2 separate regions of the Cricetulus griseus genome follow, and region 1 is linked to region 2. The links are chromatin contacts, called in public Hi-C maps. All regions are on one chromosome and are shown on one strand. The core of a region is the stretch at or near the end of the contact, and the rest is flanking DNA. Distances in the headings are between cores, read along the strand shown.

Evidence for each region. A called contact is a pair of places that touch in the nucleus more often than the background predicts.
Region 1: a Hi-C map of liver shows a contact between it and region 2, with 3 times the contacts expected there. The contact joins the promoter of Tspan18 here to the enhancer-like site in region 2. A contact is called at or near these places in 2 of 8 Hi-C or Micro-C datasets (fibroblasts and liver).

The regions. Positions count from the first base shown.
Region 1 is chr6:83,516,783-83,519,482 of CriGri-PICRH-1.0, forward strand. It overlaps Tspan18 (tetraspanin-18), which reads left to right and starts at 1,292. Exons shown (of 7, transcript XM_035446132.1): 1 at 1,292-1,354. The coding sequence starts at 1,292.
Region 2 is chr6:83,403,808-83,406,507 of CriGri-PICRH-1.0, forward strand. No RefSeq gene overlaps it. Among named protein-coding and RNA genes, the nearest start is that of Tspan18, 110 kb to the right of the region's middle. Within about 2 kb of position 1,409, at least 1 of the 6 cell types and tissues checked has open chromatin away from gene starts, as enhancers often do.

The DNA of each region.
Region 1 (2,700 bases), core at 42-2,541, 110 kb after region 2:
CAATCCGTGTATCCTTTACGGCACCCCTCCTTGATCACTCTGTCATCTGTCCCCTTCAGTCTCTCCCTTGCATATGGGTCTCTGTTTCTGAGTTGCAGACTCTGCCATTTTGTCTTTTTGTTTTCTCTTTTCTACCATGCATTCATTCACTCATTGGTGAAGCTGTGTTAACTGATGTCACCGCACCGGTCTGTCCTAGACACTGTAAGTGTCTCAGTGAACACACTGGCCATGGCTTTTGGGGCAGTATGTCTCCCTGAGGCCCATGTGCACTTCTGAATAACCACCCAGCACCTACAGCAGGTGGTGCCCGCAGGGTGCCGGGCTGCTCCAGGCAGGGCCCATCACTGGCTGGCTACATGTCATTGGCCACATTAATGGTTGTCAACTCTTCAGGAAGAATGATGACTATCAGTGATATGCTAGTGGCGTAAGGGATCCCAGGCCAATCCTAAGTTAGCACTTAGTTGTGTCACACATAAGTACCTCTCAAAGCCCCGAGCTTTTAGTCTACTTGAAGCAGTAAGTGCATGACATGCAGCTGTAAGCATAGGACCCTCAGATGCTTGGGTCAGTAGGTCTCTAACTGGGTTTCCTGACACCAGGCAAACCCTGGTTATTTTCAGTATTCTCCACCTCCAACACTCACCCCCACCCCCAAAGCCCAGGACTCAGCCCTCCATCTCCAGCAAGCTTAGGGGCCAGTGTCTTGGATTGGGAGCAGACAAGTCCTCTTGGGAGGAAACCCTGTTTTCAGATTGCTCAGGGGAATGATGGATGTTTGATAAAGGCAGGCCATTACATAAACTCCTTCAATCCTAGCCCTGAAACATGGAAACGGAGCCAGCATCAAGGGCCAACCTGACCTGGTGTGAGCCCAACTCTTCCACTGGGGGGTGTAGGACAGGGGGAGTGCAGTGGAGAGCAGGCTGGGAGTTACCTCCTCATGCCCTTCTACAAGGAGGAGACAGGAGCAACAGCCTGGACCTGTTGCCCAGAGGCCCCTCACCCAAGCATGCCTCCCAGTGAAAACCCCTATCCTTTTAACTGTCCCAGTTTCCCAACCTGGGTCTCTGTGTCAAGGTCCCTGGTGTTCAGGGAGTGTCTGGGCAAAAGGGAGGAGATAACAGGATGGATACTTCAGCTAGGTATGAAGCCAGGAACCCTGCAAGGTTTCAGCTTTTTAATCCTGAGATTCCCAGCTGGGTGGGATCGAGTTGGGCTCCAGCCGGAGGAATCTCAGTGTCTCCAGGTGAAGAATTGATTGGCCTTGTTTTCTAGGTGGAGCACCATGGAGGGCGACTGTCTGAGCTGCATGAAGTATCTGATGTTTGTTTTCAATTTCTTCGTATTTGTAAGTGCCCCTGGGTCTCCCCTGGGTGTCCCCTGGGTCTGTGGCCTCTGCTAGTGACAGGCCTAGCCTCCTCCCTAAAATGGCCCCGGGAAGTTGAGTACCTAGAGGTAGCCGAGCCTGGCCAGTCAGCTTCCTGGGAGGCCTGGCATTGACTGTCTCTACCCCCTTCACGGTAGACATTTCAGCCAGGCCCTGAGATGGAAGAGCTGCTGGCAAAGGATGAGCTAAAGGGACTAGGGAGATGGCTCATTTACATCCCAAGTTCCATCCCTAGAACCCACATAAAAAGTCAAATGTGATGGCACATGCTCATAACTCCAGCTCTGGAAGACATTCCGAGGCTTTGCCTAACCTAACACTGACTCAAAAACAGTGTGGATGGCTCCTGGGGAACAGAGCCTGGGATTGACTTTTGGCCTCCACATGCATGTGCGCCTGCCTGCTTACCACCACCCCCAACACGATCAAGCAGTGACCTCAGAGCTGTTCACGCCAGCCTTGTAGCCACCTGTGTAATTGGGAGCTTCTAGGAGGAGCCTGCCTTGACACCCCAACTCCGAAGCTGAAGCACATCTCATCACTCCGAACCTCAACGTCTTCATCTCTCTTGTTTTGTCTGTTTTATTTTGGTTTTCAAGACAGGATTTCTCTGTGTAGCCCTGGCTGTCCTGGACCAGGCTGGTCTTGAACTCAAAAGGTCTGCCTGCCTCTGCCTCCTTAGTGCATGTGCCACCACCACCTGGCTAACATCTTCATCTCTTAATGACTCACCAAAACAGGCTTTTTGAAAATTTAGCAAGATAGATAACAAGGTGACTAGAACGTGGCCAGTACAGAACAAGCTTGTCCATCTCCCTCCAAACCACGGGCTGTGTATGAAGGGACAGAAGTGCTGGCATCAGGAAGCCTCTTCCATGCTATCAGCCCACCCTACTTAGGCTCGAGGCCCCTTCCAGTAACAGAGCCCCCACTCCCCACTTCTTGGGCCTCCATAGTCTTGTCTGACAAATCCTGGCCCTCTAGCTCAGGCACCACCACTGGCCCCTCGGGACATCCTGGAGGAATAAAGTCCCTTTGCTGGCAGTGGCAGGCTGTCTGCGTTTCTGCCTGTCCATTTTCACGGCTTCTTATGTTTTCCTGGAACCCACTTCCTGGACCTTGGAGCTAGGCAGCCTACAGACAAAGTGGCATTTTCCTAGCTGGGGACCTCAGCCTATTTTTCCCATGCCTGGACCCTCCTTTGTCATCTCTCAGTGGATGACTTTAACTCCAAAGCCACCCATAGTGATGAGAGGAGCAGACCTTACTGGAGGATTTGTGGGGAAACTGAGGTAAAAGTTAGCTGC
Region 2 (2,700 bases), core at 159-2,658:
CCAGGCCAGAGGCAATGAGCCTTAACAGTGCCTGCTGCATAGGCTCCCATCGGGTACTTCCCTGGCAGTGAGTGGGAAACCAAGAGGCGACGTTGCAATGGAGAATCCAACACTTCAGCCCTGCAGTCACACCCAAGGGTGGTGGTGACATCGAGAAAGCTCCTCAGGAATAAATGCCCCAGTCTGGCTTGCCACCCTCGCCCTTCTCCAGTAAGCTTCTAAATTCAAAAACCGAGCGAGCATGGGGAGGAGGCTAGGAGTGCAGGGACCATCGGGAAAGCGAGACTCCAGAGACCAAGCGCTAGGACCGGGTGAGAGAGCAGCAGTGTGGAGGCAAGGGCCAGGTTAGCCCATAGACGCGTCAGTACCGCGGCGGCAGTAGTGGCGACAGGAGACTGAGGGGCGGAGGCTAGGGCGGAGGGAGTGGGAGGGCGGGCCGGAGGGTGGCGGGAGGTGTGGCCGGCGGCAGTGGCGGGCGAGCGGCTGCAGCTGCCGCTGGCGTCTCAGGGGTTGCAGGCTGCAGGCGGACGCAGCGCTGAGCTATTCCAAAGCCCAGCCGCGCCAGGCCTCCCGGTCCCGGCCCCCAGCGGGCGTCGCCGCTCCTCGTTGCTTTGACGCCTAGTCCAGCGCCGCCGTGCAGAATTGCCGGCGCCCCGCAAGTTAAGAGCGCGCACTGCGCCCGGGGAAACTTTCCCCCGCGGCCGGGCCTCTGCCAGGTAGGACTCGACTACTGCGCCCCTCTGTGCGTACTGGCGCAGGGACACTGCGCGCTCCAGGAGAGATCTCGGACCATTGTGGGTCCCAGGACGCTCAGGGAAGCGACAACCAAGTTCTGCGGAGATTCCCCTCGGGGGCGGGGACAGTGCCTCCTCGTGTGACCCCGAGCACGCCCCGGGTCGCGGACTTTGCCCGGATCAGGTGTAGCCATTCTGCACCCGTAGATCCTGGGGTCTTAGGCGACAACAAGGCGGCAGGTGAGACTCTCGGGTCCCGAGTGTCGGCCGGGGATGTACCAGGAGGTAAGGGGTGCGTCCAGGTGACCCAGAGCTCGGACAGGTCTCCACCGGAGCCCTGGAACCAGGCTTGGGCGCGGCGGATTGCCGGCCGTTCTGGGGCACCGAGCGCGTCGCCTTAGTGGGACCCTGGTGGCTGGCCAGGAGAGCGCGCCTGGATTTGCTTCCGCACCCGGGCTATCGTTCCCTGCGCGGGAAGGTGTGCGGCTCCATGGATGCAGAGATCTAGGAGGCTGCCGGGCGGGTCCTGCGGCCGGATGTGGGGTGTGGTGGCCGCGGGTTCCCAGCGTGGCTGGCCGCGGTGGGCGCGCGCGGGATCAGGGTCCTGCTTGCGCTAGGAGAGTTGCCTCGCCAGGGGGAGCACTTCCTTGGCCCGATCGGCTTCCCAGACTAGTCCAGGATCTTCACAGACCGCAGCTCCGCAGATGTTACCATTGCAAAGCTGCCCGGGTCTGTCTGGAGGAGCGCCCCACCTTGCCCCAGCGAATCGGGCGGAGGGTCCCACTATGAGACTGGGGTGCCTCAGCGATGACTAGATGAATCAATGTCATGAGATGATTTTTCATGGGCTGATGGCAAGGATGAGTGAACAATTTACACCCAGAAAAACAAAAACAAAAGAAACTTTATGTGGACAGAGAACTGGCATGGAAACAATGGGATACAACTGGTTGGGATTTACTTGAAGTTACTGAAACCCAACCCTTCTTGTAAAAGTGGCTCCCTTTGTCCTGGTCCTGGTAGATCTCTGGGCATGGTGGAAAGGTCATCCTTTTTCTGTGCACAGGTACATTGATTGGGTGGGTGGTAGGGTTCTTTAGAAATTTCTATAGTTCCATCAAAAGTGTCACACTCCCCAGCCATCACGGAGAGCACCATCTCCTGGGTCCCACACACAGCTATCTGATCATGTCTCAAGTACTGGTGAAAACTCGCCTTCCTTCCCGTACTCTTAGGTTCCTGTATTGTGCCTATGGGAAGGGACATGCTGACTTCCGGAGTCTGTGGAAAGTGTTATCTTTGTTGTGTGAAGGGCTGTTCATATCAAGGGAACTCTGGGGGGACTGGTGCCTTCTCTCTCTCTCTCTCTCTCTCTCTCTCTCTCTCTCTCTCTCCTCTCTGCACCCCAAGAGAGTACAGATGAGCTCACTAGAGACAGTGGCTTCAGAGTGACTGGAAGTTTTCATATGTCCTTGCTAGGAATTTGTGCTCACCATTCCAGCTGCCCCACACACCCCTGCAAAGGTGATGGGAATGGGGTTGTCCCCAAATCCCCAAGATACAGATGGGGCCCTGCCTTCAGCATGGGTAGAAGCTACGTGTGTTTATTGGATACAGCTAGTGCCAGACAAAGTTTCTGTAAGAAGGATCAGACTCCAGCCTGGGTTCTGTGTGGAAAGGCAGAGCTGAGTAGGCAAAGGGTGGGGAAGCCCTTGTCTCTGGGATTTGTCCTTAAGGTATTCCAGGAGCCAGAAAACAAAAGTGTTTGGTGTGTGTGTGTGTGTGTGTGTGTGTGTGTGTGTGTGTGTGTGTGTGTGTTTGAAGCCTGGTAGGACAGCCTCACCCTTGGAACCTAGGTATTAGCCTGCCCCCCCCCCACTCTAAGGCATGCCTATTCTGTGCTGTCTCTCTTCTCTGCTCTTTACTCACCTCAACCCCAACACTGAAGAGCACACAGGCTCTCCAC